Regions from separate parts of the Callithrix jacchus genome. Here region 2 is linked to region 1. A link is a contact called in public Hi-C data. All regions are on one chromosome and are shown on one strand. The core of a region is the stretch at or near the end of the contact, and the rest is flanking DNA. Distances in the headings are between cores, read along the strand shown.

Region 1 (4,798 bases), core at 1,587-4,086:
AAAAAATACAAAATTAGCTGGTGTGGGCCAGATGTGATGGCTCACAAGTATAATCTCAGCACTTTGGGAGGCTGAGGCAGGCGATCACTTGAGGTCAGGAGTTGGAGACCAGCCTGGCCAACATGGTAAAACCCCATCTCTACTAAAAATACAAAAAATTAGCCAGGCGTGGTGGCAGGCGCCTGTAATCTCAGCCACTTGGGAGGCTGAGGCAGGAGAATCATTTGAACCCAGAAGATGCAGGTTGCAGTGAGCAAAGATTGAGCCAGTGCACTCCAGCCTGGGCAACAATAGCAAGATTCTGTCTCAAAAATAAATAAATAAATAATAAAATAAAAAGTTGTCTTTCAGGATTTTCTCATCAAAAGAGGTTTAAACCCACCTAAACTTTATACATCCCCTTCCTAAGGGTTAATGTTTTAACACCAACTTCAATTCCGCTCAATCAACAGCCAACTCCCACATGGCACACTGGAATTATCAGTCACTTTTCTGATAACAAGACAGTATTCAGGCTGGACATGGTGGCTCACACCTATAATCCCAGTACTTTGGGAGACTCAGGCAGGCGGATCACCTGAGGTCAGGAGTTCAAGACCAGCCCAGCCAACATGGTGAAACCCCGTCTCTACTAAAAATACAAAAAAAAAATGAGCCAGGTGTGGTGGCAGGTGCCTTATAATCCCAGCTATGTGAGAAGCTGAGGCACAAGAATCACTTGAACCCAGGAGGCGGAGGTTGCATCAAGTCAAGATCGCACCACTGTATAGTGGGAGATAGAATGAGACTCTGTCTTAAAAAAAAAAAAAAAGCCAGGTATGGTGATACACATTTGTAGTCCCAGCTACTCCAGAGGCTGAGGCTGGAGAATCACTTGAGCCTGAAGGAACAGGTTGCAGTGAGCTGAGATCACGCCACTGTACTCCAGCCTGGGCAACAGAAGCACAATTCGTCTCAAAAAAAAAAGGAAGGAACAGTAGTGACAACATCGCCCCAACACTGCTGGCAGAAAACGGCAGGGCAGGGGCGGAAAAAGCAAACTGATCTTCACGAAGTTCATTCCTTGTCCGATGGAAATTCCAAAGAGGTCTCACTTCCAGCTAAGAGGTGAATGAAGTGGTACCAGACAGCATGGGCGATATGTGTAATAAATATTTACTGAGAACCTATACATGCTCTTCTGGGTGCTGAGAATATAGTGGTGGCCGGATGCGGTGGCTTACACCTATAATCTCAGCACTTTGGAAAGCCGGTAGGATCACCTGAGCTCAGATGTTTGAGACCAGCCTGGGCATCATAGCAAGAAAAGAAAGAAAACATTTTTAAATAACTAGCCAGGTGTGGTGGTGCACACCTGTAGTCCCAGCTACTCTGGAGGCTTAGGTGGGAGGATCGCTTGAGCCCAGGAGTGAGCCATAACGTAGTGAACCATACTGCACAACTTCATTCCAGCCTGGGCAACAGAGCAGGACCCTGCCTCAGGGAAAAAAAATGAGAGAGAATACAGCAGTGAACAGCATAGCAAAAAAAGTGGGGAAAACGGCTCACGCCTGTAATCCCAGCACTTTGGGAGGCCGAGGCGGGCAGATCACGACATCAAGAGATCAAGACCATCCTGGCCAACATGGTCAAACCCTGTCTCTGCTAAAAATACACAAATTGGCTGGGTGTTGTGGCCTGCGCCTGTAGTCCCAGCTACTCAGGGACTGAGGCAGGAGAATCGTTTGAACCCGGGAGGCGGAGGTTGCAGTGAGCCGAGATTGCGCCACTGCACTCCAGCTTGGTGACAGCGCGAGACTCCGGCTCAACAACAAAAAAAAGTAGGGAAAACACTGCTGGCACAGGGAAGGATAAGCGACAGGGATGTTTAATTTTAAGAAGGGAGGGTGGTGGGATGCACCAACACCTTCAAGCTGCAATGTGGAAGACGGAAGGAGGCGTGGTGGTCTGGTTATAGCACTGGAGTCACAAAGACTTCAGCCTGAATCCTCTCTTTATCACTTGGCTAGCTGGACTTCTGAGTCATCTGTGAAATAGAAGGCGCCTTTCAGAGTTGTGAGAATTGAATGAGATAACTCAGGGGAAGCGCTCCACCAGGATCTGGCGCTAGAAAGCACTTTGTGAGAATTATAGTTTCGTATATAATATTTCATCTTCTTGTCCCTAAAGCCTAGTTCAGTCCCTGAAATCTCTTGGAGGATCTGGGCATGCTAACTGACTGATTCAATGCAAGAAAAGAACGATTCCAGGCGCGAAGAGAGGGCAGAAACCGCAAGCATGGCTCGGCGCAACGCGAAAAAGAATCCTAACAAGAGCAGATCGCTGGGGACAGGCTGGGGAGCCAGCAGGGCGCACCCGACGCCGGGGCAGGACAGCGGGAGCCCGCAGCGGAGACGTGGGTGGGGGGGTCCCCCAGGCGACCGCGAAGCGCCCAGTCGTGCCTCGAGGGAGCGTCACTGCCGGACGAGGAAGCGCGGATGGGACGCCAAGGAACGCGCCAGAGGCGAGAGGGGAGGAAGGCAAAGGCCCCTGGGTGAGGAGATGGGAGGCCGAGCGCTGAGGGAAGGGGTGAAGAGCCGGCCCCCCTCCTGAAAAAGACTCTTCAGATCCCCGCGCGCGGGGACCGTTTGGACACAACCGCCTACCCTCTCGGCGCCCGTCCACCCAGCCGGGGTTGGCCCTGCCACCGTCACCACATCCCGCCTCCAATTCCCGCCCCGCTTCCGCTCTGCTTTGACCCCCGCGCCTCACAGCCACCCCGGTCCACTCGACCCGCTCCGCACCTCACATACGGCTCGCCGGCGGCCGCCGCCATCTTCGAGCGCGCGCGCGCCCTAACCCCGCCCCCAGACGCCGTGCCCACATGACCGCTGGCCCCCCCGGTCCGGGCGCGTGGGCGGAGATTTCGTCACGTGACGTTGGCGCGGGGCGGTGCCAAGATGGCGAGGCCCAAAGAGGTGAGGATCCGGTAGCGGGGTCGGCTGTGGCTGTGAGCAAGGCTGTGGAGTGGCGACTTCTACGCCGTAGGTTGGAGGCTGCGGGGGGTGGCCGGGCGCCAGCTCCCAGGCCGCAGAGAGTGACCTGCCGTGGAGCTCCCTCCTCGCTGCTGGAGAACGGAGGGAGAAGGTTGCTGGCCGGGTGAAGGTGCCTCCCTCTGCTTGGCGGGGCCGAGCGGCCCGAAGTCTAGGGCGTTGCTAGTCACTGCTGCTTCCGCGAATTCCCAGGTCTAGAGACATGACCCGAGAGTGCCCATCTCCGACCCCGAGGTCTGGGGCTCCGCTGAGTGGATCGGTGCTGGCAGAGACGGCAGTAGTATTTGCAGTGGTGCTGAGCATCCACGCAGCCGTATGGGACCGATACTCGTGGTGCGCCGTGGCCCTCGCAGTGCAGGCCTTCTACGTCCAATACAAGTGGGACCGGCTGCTGCAGCAGGGGAACGCCGTCTTTCAGTTCCGAATGTCCGCAAACAGTGGCCTACTCCCCGCCTCCATGGTCATGCCTTTGTTTGGACTAGTCATGAAAGAGCGGTGCCAGGCTGCAGGAAACCCGTTCTTCGAGCGTTTTGGCATTGTGGTCGCAGCCACTGGCATGGCAGTGGCCCTGTTCTCATCAGTGTTGGCGCTGGGCATCACTCGCCCGGTGCCAACCAACACTTGTGTCATCTTGGGCTTGGCTGGAGGTGTTATCATTTATATCATGAAGCACTCGCTGAGCGTCGGGGAGGTGATCGAAGTCCTGGAAGTCCTGCTGATCTTCGTTTATCTCAACATGATCCTGCTGTACCTGCTGCCCCGCTGCTTCACCCCTGGCGAAGCACTGCTGGTATTGGGTGGCATTAGCTTTGTCCTCAACCAGCTCATCAAGCGCTCTCTGACACTGGTGGAAAGCCAGGGGGATCCAGTGGACTTCTTCCTGCTGGTGGTGGTAGTAGGGATGGTACTTATGGGCATCTTCTTCAGCACTCTCTTTGTTTTCATGGACTCAGGCACCTGGGCCTCCTCTATCTTCTTCCACCTCATGACTTGTGTGCTGGGCCTTGGTGTGGTCCTGCCCTGGCTGCACCGGCTCATCCGCAGGAACCCCCTGCTCTGGCTGCTTCAGTTCCTCTTCCAAACAGATACCCGGATCTACCTCCTAGCCTATTGGTCTCTGCTGGCCACCTTGGCCTGCCTGGTAGTGCTATATCAGAATGCCAAGCGGTCATCATCTGAGTCCAAGAAGCACCAGGCCCCCACCATTGCCCGAAAGTATTTCCACCTCATCGTGGTAGCCACCTACATCCCAGGTATCATCTTTGACCGGCCACTGCTCTACGTAGCCGCCACTGTATGTCTGGCAGTCTTCATCTTCCTCGAGTATGTGCGCTACTTCCGCATCAAGCCCCTGGGTCACACTCTGCGAAGCCTCCTGTCCCTTTTTCTGGATGAACGAGACAGTGGACCACTCATTCTGACACACATCTACCTGCTGCTGGGCATGTCTCTTCCCATCTGGCTGATCCCCAGACCCTGCACACAGAAGGGTAGCCTGGGGGGAGCCAGGGCCCTCGTCCCCTATGCTGGTGTCCTGGCCGTGGGTGTGGGTGATACTGTGGCCTCCATCTTCGGTAGCACCATGGGGGAGATCCGCTGGCCTGGAACCAAAAAGACTTTTGAGGGGACCATGACATCTATATTTGCACAGATCATTTCTGTAGCTCTGATCTTAATCTTTGACAGTGGAGTGGACCTTAACTACAGTTACGCTTGGATTTTGGGATCCATCAGCACTGTGTCCCTCCTGGAAGCATACACCACAC
Region 2 (4,798 bases), core at 700-3,199, 54 kb before region 1:
TAGAATGTGCCTGACAGTTCAAGCTCAAGAAGTGGGTGGTCATCAGTGCTGTCTGCAGGTCAGGCATTTCGCCCGGGACATGTCCCAGAGCCATGGGTTCTCATGCCATCCTCACTGTCCACATTTCACAGATGAGGGAAGGAGATCATCAGCAAGACAATCACCTTAAGAGACAACAGGCAAGCGGCCAAGCAGGGACTGAAGCCCAGGCCAGCCTGATTCTAGAAACCCTAAGTGGTGGCTGTGTTTTAGATGGCCCCTAGCAGGATCTAAGATTCTGACTTTGGTCCTAAGAAGACCAATAGCTAGTAGGCCCCCTGTTGGGGCTCCTGAAGAGGGGATGACGGGGGTACAGGGCTATAAATAGGAAGGCACAGAGCTTCAAGAAAGGCTACACCCAGGAATGAGCTCAGCCCACCGGACCAACAAAAGCAGAACCCAAGACAAGACCAGGGCAGGCCAAGGAAGGGAACATCTGATACCACCTCCCAGCCTAACCCTCAGCCCAAGGACAGGAATGAGGGATGCTGAATTGGCCATCAGTCAATACCCTGCCTCCCCTGAGCCATAGCCCCACTCCTAGGCACCTGGCCAGGGGAGTTTTCTAGGTTCTGAGAGCCAGGTTGTCATCCCTGGGCTTTGGGGTTAAATATCACAGCAGTCTATAAACAGGATTTTTAATATTTGTATAAATAGACCACAGTATTACCAAAAAACTGTAAGGACAGCGTGGAAAACAGATTTTGAAACCCGTGCATAGAGCCTCTCCTGGGCTGCCGCCTGTCCCGTCCGGCTGTGCTGTAGGGAATGCTGGAAGGTCAGGAATGCTCCTCTAGGGGGCGTCTGCAGCGTGAGGGCCTGAGCACAGAAGACTCGGCTCCCCACGCCTGCTGTTGACCTCTTGATCTATTATAAAAATAACGTCAGCAGGCAGGTAGTTGGAGTCGTGATTACTCGGGGAGGGGGTGACTGGAGGTGCCCTCCACCGTATAGGCCCTGGCAGCCGGCAGCACCCCCACTGCTCAGGGTGCAGTGTGGGCTGGTGGAGAGGGGTAGGCGGGCACACAGCACTACCCTATCTTTGCACGTGCCGGACAAATGCTTGCACCAGCTGGATCAGAGGCTCCTGACTCTCAGGGCTGGCTTTGGAGAGAGAGGTGGACTTTCCCTGCGGTGAGGGGAGGACCCCAGTGGCAGGGGAGCTGGGGGCTCCCCGGCGGAAGTAGCGCGAGAGGCTGGAGAGCAGCGTGCTCTACAAGAAAAAAAAGCGGCTTGGTGAGGCTCAGCACATCTAGCCACTGTTCCCAACCCTTGGGGAATGCCAAGCAGGACCCCACAGGGTTCTGGTCCTACTGGCCTAGCCCCCTCCAACCAGCCTTCCCTATCCATCCATACCAACTCAGAGCTGAGTTCCTGCTTCATCCGCTGTTTGTCCCGGGGGTGCACAGCTGGGTCCCTAAGGTACCGCATCGCCTGGGAGATGAGCAGGTAGAAGCAGTTTTCCATGGTAAACATCAGGAGAGACCTAGGAGAGGCAGGTTTTTGGCACTGCTGCAAAGGGCCAGGCTGGCAGGTGCAAGCCATTTAGCCAGAATAGTGAGCCCATGACACTGCCCCACCCCCTTATCAAATCCTAGAAAAAGGGCTTACTTTAATGTCCTGGTCCCTTCTGCCTGTGTGCTGAGCCCCACTGCCTGGGTGAGGGGCTCCTTTTTCTTGTCCAGCTGAAGAGAAGCAAGGGTAAAAAACTAAGACAACAGTAACAGCCCCACTTACTGACAGCCTCCTACTAGCATGTCCTGTACTACACAAATCCCATTAGTTACCTCATTTCATCCTCATAGTAATTCTCATGGTGCTGTCATATTCAGTTTATGGAGAGGAGCAGGCTCAGGAGGCTAGTACCATGCCCAAGGTTGGCTGGGAAGTGGAAGCTGGGGGGAGAGGACAGCAGCTGACAGCACCAACTTACCTCTCCAAGCATGTTGAGGGCCACATTCACTGTGGCCAGAAGGGTCCCGAAGGAGGGGGCCACTTCGGAGTCAAAAGTGGGAGTGGTAAAGCTCAGGGCAAACAGGAAGTTGTATTCAGCAAGGTCCAGGGACTGTGAGACAAGAGCCATCAATCACTCAGTTAAAGCCCCAGGCAGCTCTCTCTGTGCACAGCAGAGCACAGCTGTTAGCGGAAGTGGTGCTAAGCTGGTGACGGCCAGTACCTGATCTAGCAGGATCTGGCAGACATCCGGGGTGAAGTGGCGCAGAGCTGCCAATGTCCTGCTGAGGATCTTGAGAAGGCCGTACTGAACTGTGTGCAAGGCCCGCTGTTCCGATGCCTCTGTGTCAGTGGCAGGCTGCTTGGAGGAGGAGGAAGGGGCAGCAGAAGCAGCAGACGGCCTCTGGACTCGCTGGGCAACAACTGAGGGGAGGCCATCCCCATTTTTGTTCTGGGGAGAGTCAAGAAATAAAGGTGGAACTGGGAAAGCCAGAGTGAGGTATCCCAGGCCCTCACGGCGCAGGACGAGTACCTGTAAGTAATGCTGCAGCATCTTTCGGCTGTGCAGAAGGGAGGTGCATGCCTGGCACAGGTAACCCAGGTTGACCTGGGAGAGAGACAGCAGGGATATGAAGGGATTCTCTTGGCAGCAGCCCAGTCACCCAACTAGGTCAACCCAACAGCTCTCCACGTAACACCCACATGCTCCTCTCTCACTGCTGCTCTTCCCTCCCTCCCTCATGCTCCCTTGGCTACTCTCCAGCTTAAAAGCCCTTATAGCCGCCAGGTACTCAGGGGCCAGCAGGGCTCAGGACTGGACTGTTTCCCTGGGACCCAGCTAGGTGCCTGGTATATTTTAAGCCCCTAAAATAAAGATGATGAGGATTATAGCTGATTCCATTTCTCAGGAAAAGGATAAAAACTTACAAATAGTGGAGTAGTGACTTGGCCAAGGTCATACAACCAGCAGATGACAGAAGCCTGGAGTGTGTCTTCTTTCCCACCCCTTCTCCAGCTGCTTCCCAGCTCCAGGTGTGTTTTGTTTTTTTGTTTGTTTGTTTGAGACGGAGTCTCCCTCTGTTGCCCAGGCTGGAGTGCAGTGGTTCGATTTTGGCTCAATGCAACCTCCGCCTCCGGGGTTCATGCAACTCTCCCGCCTCAGCCTCACAAGTAGCTGGGATTACAGGCATGCGCCACCACACATGGCTAATTTTTGTATTTTTAGTAGAGATGGGGTTTCATCATGTTGGCCAGGCTGATCTCAAACTCCTGACCTCAGGTGATCCACCCACCTTGGCCTCCCAAAGTGCTGGGATTACAGGTATGAGCCTATAATGCAGCCCCAGGTGTATTCTTAAGGTATCTGGACCAAGGTCTAACCGATAAAGTCCAAGTTCTTAACCTACATGGCTGCCCTTGACTATGGAAGGAAACATTTAGCCAGAGTAATCACATGATGCCAAACCCTGTGCTCTCCAAGCGAAAAGCCCACCTTCAGGAACATCCTGCAATTCACTAGGGGTGCCCCAGTGAGGGCTCACAGCCTCCCTGCCTCCAAGCATTACCCCAGACTCCAAGACACCATCTGAGGCTCCCACCTGGATATCACGCATGAGCTGAGGCAGGTGGAAGTGCCACTCCTTCATGAAGTTGGAGAGCTGCAGAATAAAGCCCACGGTGTGGTCCGCCTCCTCCAGGCAGGCCAGACTCTGCACTGTCCTCACTGCACTGAGGCACTGGGAGGAAAGGAGACATCAGGGAAGGATGGGGATGGCTGAGGGGCCTGACATACCCACACCTGCCCTCCTGTGGAGAGGAAACGTCCCCGGCCCCCAAATGCTGAGGTGGCAACACAAGAAATGGTTAGTGGTACAATGAAGATTCTGACCCAAGACTGTTCTCATCTCAGCAGACTGGCTGGCCAGTGAGTCAGCAGAGTACTGAGAGCATCTCAGAAATGAAGGCATCAACACCCCCTGCTACTGAGGCCTAGGCTCCATACCCATCTGTCCCACGAATGGCCCAGAACCTTTTTTACCCTGAGACTCCCACCCTGTGATGCAGGCAGCCCCCTCACCTGTAAGGTCCGCTCTTGGTGAACACCCACAAAGTCCAGGGCCTCAGTCAGGAAGTTGTAGCGCAGGGTTTTGAGCAGCTGCTCCATCAAGGACATGGACAGGCGGTAGACTCCTGGCCAAGAGGGGGCATCCAGAGACTTCCGAGAGGCACTAGGTATCTAAGACACAAACAGCAGACAAACTGAGGAACCCTGCTGACAGGCAGGGCCTTCCTGCAGTACAGCAGCTAAGGCAGCCCAGCTGCTGGGAGGAAAAGACCTCTCAGAATAGACACAGCCACTGCCTGGTGACCAGGGGGCCAAGGCCAGCAGATGCAAGGAAGAGCACCAGGCCGACACAAGATCCAAGGTTCCAGGCTCAAACCTGCCACTCACTAGCCATGTGAACCCAGACATGTCACTACCCTGCTCTGGCCCCCACATGCTTCCTCTAAGGGGTAGCTGGGCTAGATGACCAAATACTTAATGACTCTTACGAGAGGTTCAGAAGACTACTCTTTTGGAATTAGGAGGTATATGTTAAACTAGAAATAACCAAGGGACACAGAGGGCAGGGTGCTGAGGCCCCATCAAGCCCCCACACCACCCGCTTCCCTTCTCCCAGTCCTAGTCTGGTGGGGCAGGGGTGAAGTCACAATGACACACTGTCTTTAGGAGTGACAGGAGATGACAGCTGCCTTGGCTAGAGGCCTGGTCCCAGGGATGTGTTCTCAATCTGGTTTAGTCCTC

The links. Hi-C and Micro-C count contacts between places; a contact is called where the count stands out from the background.
Region 2: a contact with region 1 is called in a Hi-C map of skeletal muscle, with 2.5 times the contacts expected there. The contact joins the enhancer-like site here to the promoter of NUP188 in region 1. A contact is called at or near these places in 2 of 3 Hi-C or Micro-C datasets (induced pluripotent stem cells and skeletal muscle).

The regions. Positions count from the first base shown.
Region 1 is chr1:177,528,876-177,533,673 of calJac240_pri, reverse strand. It overlaps NUP188 (nucleoporin 188), which reads right to left and starts at 2,836. Exons shown (of 44, transcript XM_017976636.4): 1 at 2,784-2,836. The coding sequence starts at 2,815. DOLK (dolichol kinase) reads left to right here and starts at 2,918. Exons shown (of 1, transcript XM_017976621.4): 1 at 2,918-4,798. The coding sequence starts at 3,235.
Region 2 is chr1:177,582,207-177,587,004 of calJac240_pri, reverse strand. NUP188 (nucleoporin 188) reads right to left here. Exons shown (of 44, transcript XM_017976636.4): 37 at 4,070-4,228; 38 at 3,591-3,728; 39 at 2,525-2,599; 40 at 2,216-2,443; 41 at 1,973-2,104; 42 at 1,651-1,724; 43 at 1,396-1,525; 44 at 664-1,252. The coding sequence ends at 1,076. Among named protein-coding and RNA genes, the nearest start is that of SH3GLB2, 22 kb to the left of the region's middle. Within about 2 kb of position 1,949, at least 4 of the 16 cell types and tissues checked have an H3K27ac peak or open chromatin away from gene starts, as enhancers often do. A contact at or near this core is called in skeletal muscle, where this site is marked.